Linked DNA regions of Mus musculus: regions 1 and 3 are each linked to region 2. The links are chromatin contacts, called in public HiChIP or PLAC-seq maps. All regions are on one chromosome and are shown on one strand. Each heading gives the region's core, a stretch centred on a gene start, on an enhancer-like site or on the middle of the called end of the contact. The rest is flanking DNA. Distances are from core to core; before and after follow the strand shown.

Region 1 (3,233 bases), core at 640-3,139, 220 kb after region 2:
TACACAGCCAACTGAAATACATTCTCCTGCTAAGAACGCAAAGGCATCACTAAGATAAATATGACGGGGCTACCGTGCTCCATTTTTAAAATGTACTTTTTTTTTTAGCCTGTGAAAAGACCAACCTAAAATATCAAACTGTCCAAAGAAATCCTGACAAACCGGACCCTGAGTCCAGTCCGCTGCTTAAGACTTCTAATAGTGACAGTCAAATGCTTAAATGATGCTTCCACTAGACACTTAAGACAGTGCTCAGGGGCTGGAGAGATGGCTCAGCAGTTAAGAGCACTGGCTGTTTGCTCTTCCAGAGGTCCTGAGTTCAATTCCCAGCAACCACATGGTGGCTCACAACCATCTATCTGTAATGAGATCCAATGCTCTCTTGTTATGTGTCTGAAGATAGCTATAGTGTACTCTTATAAATTAAATAAATAAATCTTAAAAAAAAAAAAAAAAAAGACAGTGCTCAGAAGGGGCTTTACTGCAAAATTCAGGTTCCATTTGTGGTAACTTAATCCAATTTTAAAAGTCTATTATCAAAGCCGTGTTCCGCCTTCACATAAGTACTGAAAACACCTACTCTTCTTAAATAAGCATTTCTACACAAATACACTAGTAAAGAAAAACTGGTAAAATGTAGCTATATTAATACCTTGATCAGTGTTCAAATCGTGCATTTTCAGTTGATGATCTAATCCACCACTCCAGGCATGCGTTGGATCCTACAAAGCAAAATTTGGGTTTGATTTTTTTTCTTTCTTACTTTTTTTTTTTTTTTTTTGGAAGACACTATGTAGCCCTGGTTGGCCTCAAAACTCAAGAGCTCTTCCTGCCTCTGCCTCTGGGATTAAAGTTGTGGCCACCACATCCTCCCACCCCACTCTTACATTTGGAGCCAATTCAAAGTTACAAAGCTTTAGCAAGCATTTTCAACATTGCTATTTCTACAGCCAAGTGTTATGTCCAGTGTGACAGAAACTAAGAAGCAAACAAAAATGCAAGTTAGTGATCTCCACAAGGAAGCAAATACAAGGTGGACACCAGGAGTTAAGGCTAAATTAGACAACATTCATTACTTTTCAAAGGATAGCTAAAAATCAGTCTTGCTGCTAACTTCAATTATCTATGTCCAGAAAGTTTACTCAAGTCTGAATTTACAAATGGAGATTGAAATTGCCACGAGAGAAGAAATAAGAACACAAACCATTGTAGTAGGCTTGATGCCAGGCTAAAGGGAAGAATTCCCGAGTAGTTATGAACTATCAGAATTCTCGAACCGTGTATGAGATGCTACTGGCAAGGCCTAGGACATCTCAGTATTAAGGGGACAGGAGCAGAAACTGAATCCACCTACGTAGAAGGCGCAGTCCAGGACAGCACCAGTGTGCTGGTACTTGAGCCTCATGGAATTGGCGGGCACATCGTAGAGGCGCACAGACGTATCCCAGGAGGAGACCAGGAGGAACTGGGATGTGTTGGGGCTGAACTTAACCGAGGAGATGCCATCCTCGGGTGGCTGGTTCAGCTTGAATTCGTTCGAACCGGTCATCTGTAGAACAAAACGCTAAGTCTGAGTTCCTAACCGGAGCAACAGAGGCCGGCCACGGCCTGCGCCTGCGCGAGTCCCCCTTGATCCAGGCCGGCCGCCATCCCGCTTCCGCCGAGCTCCACCCGGCCTGGCCTCCTTCCTTGCCCGCAGATCCCCATATAAAACACAATGGACCTCGACCGGATCCCTCTGTGCATCGATGCGCCGGCCACGGGCCACAGATCCCGCTCCGCCCGCCCTCGCCCGAACCTCTACCTCCTGTCCGCCTAAGCAACGTTTCTGCACCGGCCACTACCGATCCGCTTCCCTCCGAGCACTCGCAGGCAAAGCGGAGAAGGCGGAGAGGAAGCTCCGGAGCAGGCCTATCATTGGCTGATTTTGAACGCCAACGGCTCGATCTCGGCAGCTGATTGGTCTGATTTACTGCTTGCCTCATTTTCCGCAGTCATCCTGTTCCGGCTCAAAGGGAAGCCGCGTTTCCCCCCCCCCCCCCGTTCACCGGGTCTCTTAGTACCTCCACGCCGAGGTTACATCTCTGGAGCTGCGGAGGGAAAACTACAACTCCCAAGTATGCTCAGGTCATGAAGGCGTTCACGCCCGCCCACAATTGTATGCTGCATGCTGGGAGTTGTAGTCTCCCTGGAGCTGCTTGCCTGAACATCCACAGACTAGAAGGCAGAAAAGAGATTTTATCTAGCTCTTGTGACATCCTTCTCCTCTATCTCTCAGACACAGAATTTCATTTTGGTTGATAACTACTATAGATATAAATTAATATTTTCTTTCTAGCCGTGCACATACCCCTGGACTTAATCCAGACTAGTCATACTGAAGAATAATTTCTAGTCAAAGGTACTATTTGCTTTTATTTTGCTGGGTTATCAATTTGTGAACTAGAGACTCATTTCCCTTGAGTTCTAGTGATCTCATTTTTATCGTTTCATCTCTCCACAGTTTTCAAGCACCTGAATGTCAGGCCTCTTAAGCAGCTCTGGGAATACACACTCAGTCAAACTACTCCTTGCTTTAGAAGAGTACCACACCCATAAGGGTGAACAGAGCAGGACACAAATATTTCCAATCTTTAACGATCAGCCAGAATCTCTTAGGAATGTTCATCATAGGACCTAGCATTGTGACTGTCCTCCCTCTCCCACCTTCCTCTGCATTATCATGGAAGTTGCAGGCTCAGTTTGCTGCACTTTCTGTTTCTAGAATCCTCTAAAAAATATGAGAATCAAAAGGTTGTTTTGGTTCTGTGAGAGAAAAGCAGTACTTAACAAACAACATAGTAGCATACTGACATGCAAAATGTTACTGAGTTTCTAATTAATCCTTGGATACAACTTCTTTTTCTCTGTCCCATCTTTTTGAGACAATCCCTTTTATTTTGAAATTGTTGCATGAAGTAGGAAGTTGTCTCTAGTTTTAAACTACTTAACTTTCAAGGTACATTTTTAAAAAAAAAGAAAAGAAAAGAAAAGAAAAATGATCTTGCCGGGCAGTGGTGGCGCAGCCAGCACTTGGGATGCAGAGGCAGGTGGATTTCTGAGTTCGAGGCCAGCCTGGTCTACAGAGTGAGTTCCAGGACAGCCAGGGCTACACAGAGAAACCCTGTCTAAAAAAATAAAAGTAAAGAAAGAAAGAAAGAAAGAAAGAAAGATCTTATGTGTGCACAGACTCT
Region 2 (2,858 bases), core at 84-2,583:
GAGAGAGAGAGAGAGAGAGAGAGAGAGAGAGAGAGAGAGAGAGAGAGGGAGAGAGAGCTCTATCCCATAGCTGAGCTTCCTCATCAGCCCCACAGAGTAACTCACTCAGCCCTCCTAGCAAAGCTACCTTTTATCTGGGTGTTCTTATCCTCATTCAGGTGATGAAGAAGAAACCATCACACAAGGAAACTTAGTCCTCAATCAAAGTCAAACAAGTAAACAGGGGAGCTGGCTTTTAAAGCCTAGAGTCCTCTGCAAGGCCTGGGCCCTGGCCTCTGTACCCCATGCTGCTCTGGATCAGAACTGCCTGATGAGAGAGAGGTCTTCCTGGAGCCTGAGCAGATGCTCAGTCTGTACTCAAGGGATATCACAGAGGCGATTCAGGCATTCCCCTTGAAGGGGAAGATTTGAATGAATTGACTTTTATGGTCTCTTTCAACCCAGAGATCCAGGATGCTAAGAAGGATGGTGTCTGATTTCTCTGACATATTGTATCTAAATTCACTTTTTCCTTCAGTGCATCCAATATGCTTGGGTTTACATGAGTGAGTTCATATAACTGGCTAATACATTCAGGAGGGGAAAAAAATAAAAAAGGAAATTGATTCTCCCAGACGAATACCTACAGATACCCAAATGGACCAGATAGCTGCTAAGTTCCAAATGAACCAAGACCTCAGAGGTCAAGCCAGGACACCCCAAGAGGTCATAAACCCAAGCAGCGGGGTCACGTCTGGTGACTCACAATACATGCCAGAGACCCTTCGAGGGGCTTCGGAGACCAACTTTCCTGAACGGAACGAATTTTCCCAGGCCACATATTGCATCCAGGTGCTCATGGAGATGTTCCTCCAGGTTCCTCGGCCCAACCATAAAACTTTGCAAGCTGCGTTTGCGTTAAACCGTTCCTGATATGCTCCGTAAGTGTACTTTCGACACATTGTTAACATAAGGCCAGATCTGTAATACAGCACGGACAATTAAGTGCACAATTTTTGTATAAATGCAAAATCCCTCACTGTGAATTATTTAATTAATGCTCTCCAGTTCATTTAATAGAGCTCTTTCAGAGGCCATTTCACTCACAGAAAACTAATTTCATTCTCCGGGTTGATTTAATTAGATCCTATGATATATGGTATTGCTAATCCAGCAGCTCCGGACGCAGTCTGGGCCCGTTGCTCCTATTGTCGGCAATCTGTCAGCCCCATTTTTAACAGTATTGAAAAATTCAAGCTTTATTATTGCTCGCTCACTCTTTCTCTCCCATCAGGAGGAAAGTAATGAGCTTTTCTTCTTACGAGAGCCGGCAGAGAGCGCGGTACCCTCAGTGCTTCAGGCATGAGGCAGTATTAACAGGGCTGATTCATGAGTTAAGTTTCCAACTGCTCATGGCTATTAGCACTGAGTCCTTCGGCTGTCATTTAGTTAAAAAGACTCTTCGGTTAATTCACTCTTTTAATGAGACTGTGCTATTCAACTAATGTATTTTACTGTATGAAAGGTCACACCAGGAACCAAAACAGATTGGAGGGAATGTAGCAAGAAGCCTGGCTGTCAAGAAACAATTCAAGCCTCCAAGGCATTTAGCAGCCCCTGCGTCTGTAATAAGCTACGGAGCTGATGGGCCGGCATTCACCTCCAGAGTTGAGCGCCATAAATCAAGGCTAAAGAGAAGGCAGATTAATCAGAAGCTCAGACAAAAAGAGCACGTGTTTCATTACCCATATAATCACTAACATGATTGCCAGACAAGCTAAGGAACTGGATGCAGGACTGGAAAAATATAGTTCAAGAGAGCGCTGGAACTCAGCTCTGTTTAGCTGCAAGCACCGAGTCTTTTCAGTAAGACCCTTTGCTGCTATTTTCTGAGTAGGAGCTGGGGGAGAGGGGAGGAGGTGATCATCCAAGGGTAGAGGTCTGAGTTGGTTTGCAGGCTAGAGGAGCCGAGTCAGGCATGCTCAGTGGTGATAGGCAGGCAGATTGTACAGCCTCCACATAGAACTCTGATGCTGGCTAGCAAGAGGGTCCAACCCAGGCTCCAGGCTCCAGGCTCCAGGCTCCAGGCTCCAGGCTCCAGGCTCCAGGCTCCAGGCTCCAGGCTCATTCTCTTCCTCCTCCTCCTCCTTTTCTTCCTCCTCCTCTTCCTCCTCCTCTTCTTCCTCCTCCTCCTTCTTTTCCTCCTCCTCCTTCTTTCTCCTCCTCCTCTTCCTCTTCCTCCTTCTCTTCCTCCTCCTCTTTTTCCTCCTCCTTCTCTTCCTCCTCCTTCTCCTCCTCTTCCTCTTTTTCCTCCTCCTCTTCCTCTTTTTCCTCCTCCTCCTTCCTCTCCTCCAGGCACTTGGAGGAAGACAGCGGGAGCAGATTCATGGCTGTCATTCTGCCTTCCTCTCACATGCATTCATGTGTATACATGTGTGTACACATATACACATGTGGATACATGCATGCACACAAGCACAAATGTTTGTGGTACTGTATGTAAAGGAGTCTCCTCAGAGTCTTGATTTCTCATATCAACTGCTTACTAGCCTGTGTTAGCAACGAGACTATAGAATGTTGTTTTGTCCCATGTTGTAAAAGCCTATTTCCCTTGAAGGCCTCCAGAAGGCCCTTCTTTTGGGGAACCCTGTCTTCTGGGCACAGTATTTTTTGAAGATCATATCTTCCATGGTCATCTGAGAGCCCTGTCCTTTAGGGACCCTAACCCTATTTCAGGGACTTTATCTTCTGGAGGCTCCACCTTCTAGGGGTCTATCATCGGAGGGCCTCCTACCTCCTGGGAGTCTTTACCATCATCAGTTGGTATCCAGCAAGATGTTCTGGTTTCCACAGTGGGACTACTCATGGGCTGCCCTCAC
Region 3 (3,091 bases), core at 521-3,020, 190 kb after region 2:
TCTGGGAGAACAGGGCACATCGAGGCCCCAGCCCTGATGGGGACTGGATCTCTGTATCAAGAAGGAGCATCACCAGGAAGGACATATGAGCCACCCTGATGACCCCAAGGGGTCAAAGGAGGGACCAGTGTAATGACTCCAAATAAAATGCTGCCAACAGTGCTTTCCGAGAGTCAGAACTTCACGGGGGCGGGGGGGGGGGAGGACTTTTATTTCAGGCTGATTGCACAGGGGACAAAGGCGCACCAAGTTTGGTGAACTTTCCTTCTCCCAAACTGGGAGCCATCAGCCCACAGCCAACACTCTCTATCCTTTTGAAATACAGTTGGATTCAAACATGCAAACAACAAAACGTAAAATAGAATTTTTAAAAAAGCTTTCAGTCACCATCAAGAGGAGTAAAATATTAAGCCATCTTGCAGAAGCCCCCAGGGACTCCCATTGAAGGAACAAAGTGCTGAACTGCAAAATCTGAGTATTCGAACATCCCTGAAGCCCTTGCTCTGGACAGACCCTGCACTGGGCTTCGTGTTCTCACTGTCTGGGCTGAGGAGGTCAGTAGTGGATGGGGACACTTGGACAGCCAGCAACAGAATCATTAGAAGGGATAGTGTCAGATGGGAGCTCGGACTACACACACACACACACACACACACACACACACACACACACACTTCAAATCTAGGCCACTTAGGAATGATCCCAACACATTATCCTTTCCTTATTGGGTTTGCTTTGAAGCTAACTTGTAGGGACCACCACTCTACAGAAGGAAAGAGGCAAACCACACAGCTGGGTAAAAGTAATGGAGCCCACCTTCATCTAGCCCCTGGCTCCCAAGCCAAGGCCTCCTGCTTGCATTCTGTCTACTGTTTCTACCAAAGAAAAGTCCCCTCTGAAGAAACAAACAAGCAAAACAAAAAGTAGACATGGCACATTACTCTTAAAATCTGTAAAAATAATTGCATCCAGAAGACCAAAGTCAATATGACATTATTTTTAATGATACGCTCTCTCTCTCTCTCTCTCTCTCTCTCTCTCTCCACATTTTTCTCTCTTCAAATTTTCTTTCCAACAGAAGACTTGAATGGAGTGACCATAATAACTCAGAATTTCTTGCTTTTAGTGTCACCTTCGTGTGATTCAAATTGAGCTACTTTGCATCTAATTGGAAGCATTACACACACACACACACACACACACACACACAAAGGTAATTTGATATCCAAAGAAGGGATGAAAAAGACCAGAGAAAAGAAGGAACATATTACTTAACTTTATGATGATAATTACCTGGGTACAAAGGCACTTATAAGAGCATTCTATGTTGGATATTATCCAGAAAAATTAAACCTATGTTGCTGCTTCAATACATCTGAATACTAGAAACTGGCAGGGAAAAAAGTCTAGTCTATGAATAATGGCCTCTACAGCCCCAGAAGACAGCAGCACATGAGGGTTTTTTTTTTTTGTATTGAAGCAGGCAAGCTTTTTTTTTTTTAAAGGGAAGAAAAAGTCTCCAGCCTTTTCCAAAATGGTGCTAATGCGCCACAGAAACTTAATTTTATAATTTACTGGCAGTCAAGATGGCAGGAAATAAAATAATTTGCTATATTCTGCACAACAAACCCTGCTTTTCCTTGGAAGGGGTAATTATCCCCATGGGGAAAAAAAAGAAGAAGAAGAAAATACGCCGTCTCATATTAAGCTAAAGTCTCATCAAGAGGAGAAAAAGTGCCTCATTACGTGTAATTACCAGAGAATTAGAAACATCATTTAACTAAATGAGCGAATAATGCTCAGGATATTGAAGAAACTTGCCTGCACTTCTGCAAAGCACTCTAAGTCCCATTACAAAAATTGCCCCTCTTTAATGGAATAATTTTAGGCCTTGTCTGCCTTGCTTTAAAAATAAAGAGCCTCCGAGAGGCAGAAAGAGGCTGGGACTGCCATAAACAACTGTTGGAAGGAACTGAAGAAGGTGCTGCCTCTCCTGGAGACCAAGACTCACAAGGGCTCATAATCTACTGTAATCAGGAAAATTAAACCTGAGGGCTGGGGACGAGGAGGACCCCCTGTTTAATTGTACTTCCTCAAGACGGTGGCGTCCTTGGAGTGTGTATTAGGAATGGCAGATGAAAGCTTTTCAAATTCGGGGAGAGCTTCCCTGCTCCAATACAAAAGCAGTTACAGCCATTCGATGTTCTCTTGAAAAAAGGAAAATTATAACATACCTGCAGATTGCCGATTACTGGGGCTTAATGCAACGATGCTTTTTTTCTCCCAGGCATTCAAAAGCTTCCAAGCTTAGGTTAGGATCTCGCTCCCCTTTCCTCCTTGCTTTTAAAATCTGCCAGGAGTTAGCGTAAAAAACGGTGGGTTTACTTTGTTTGCTCGTGCATGCGTGCATGCCCTCGGCACAGCCCATGTCGCTTGCAGCAGATGGTTCTCCCCTTCCATCAAGTGTGTGCCGGGATCAAACCCAGATCATCTAGCCACCTCACCAGGCCTAAAAGCAGTGGATTTAATATCACTGTCCTGGCGTCCAGCAACACCAACTTTAGTCGACTCACCAGAGAACCAGGCCAGGCCAGACATCAATACTGCTTACTTCTCTATCTGTTCGTCTGTCTACCTATTTGTTTTGTGCACGAATGTCTTGCCTGCGTGTATGTCTGTGCATTTTGTACGTGCTTGGTGCCTGTGGAGGTCAGAAGAGGGCATCAGATCCCCTGGGATTGGAGCTACAGGCAGTTGTGAGCTGCCATATAGTTGATGGAAACTGAACTCGGGTCCTCTGGAAGGCCAACAAGCCTTCCTCACCACTAAGCCCCACTCTCCAGCAATGCATCTTTAGACCTTAGAGCAAGTAAAACTCAAAAAATAAGCAGCATTGGTCGCAAACCTCACAGATGGTCAAAGAAAGATCTACAGGCGTCACTCTCGGGAAGAAACCAGAGGCAGGGGAGGAGCTGTAGCATTATTCCAAGCATCTAGTCCTGAGATCTAAGAAGCCGCTCACCTCCAGCCTCTTTCAAGGACCAGGCCTTGCCTAGGTCTAGGACAGGTTGGGTGACTAAAGAGACCTTTC

What was found. HiChIP or PLAC-seq counts read pairs in DNA pulled down with a chosen protein or histone mark.
Region 1: a contact with region 2 is called in an H3K4me3 HiChIP or PLAC-seq map of embryonic basal ganglia, with 2.6 times the contacts expected there. The contact joins the promoter of Bub3 here to the enhancer-like site in region 2. A contact is called at or near these places in 3 of 39 promoter capture datasets (cranial neural crest, maxillary cranial neural crest and second pharyngeal arch cranial neural crest), 1 of 484 Hi-C or Micro-C datasets (nephron progenitors), 12 of 115 datasets of contacts at active chromatin or transcription factors (craniofacial prominence, embryonic basal ganglia, embryonic forebrain and 6 more) and 2 of 9 other capture datasets (embryonic tail and embryonic trunk).
Region 3: an H3K4me3 HiChIP or PLAC-seq map of embryonic basal ganglia shows a contact between it and region 2, with 3 times the contacts expected there. The contact joins two enhancer-like sites. A contact is called at or near these places in 2 of 484 Hi-C or Micro-C datasets (embryonic stem cells and nephron progenitors), 1 of 115 datasets of contacts at active chromatin or transcription factors (embryonic basal ganglia) and 2 of 9 other capture datasets (embryonic tail and embryonic trunk).

Annotation. Positions count from the first base shown.
Region 1 is chr7:131,559,026-131,562,258 of GRCm38.p6, reverse strand. It overlaps Bub3 (BUB3 mitotic checkpoint protein), which reads right to left and starts at 1,889. Exons shown (of 8, transcript NM_009774.4): 1 at 1,805-1,889; 2 at 1,355-1,549; 3 at 653-722. The coding sequence starts at 1,549.
Region 2 is chr7:131,776,741-131,779,598 of GRCm38.p6, reverse strand. No RefSeq gene overlaps it. Among named protein-coding and RNA genes, the nearest start is that of Gm34645, 50 kb to the left of the region's middle. Within about 2 kb of position 1,333, at least 7 of the 459 cell types and tissues checked have an H3K27ac peak or open chromatin away from gene starts, as enhancers often do. A contact at or near this core is called in embryonic basal ganglia, where this site is marked.
Region 3 is chr7:131,584,465-131,587,555 of GRCm38.p6, reverse strand. No RefSeq gene overlaps it. Among named protein-coding and RNA genes, the nearest start is that of Bub3, 26 kb to the right of the region's middle. Within about 2 kb of position 1,770, at least 3 of the 459 cell types and tissues checked have an H3K27ac peak or open chromatin away from gene starts, as enhancers often do. A contact at or near this core is called in embryonic basal ganglia, where this site is marked.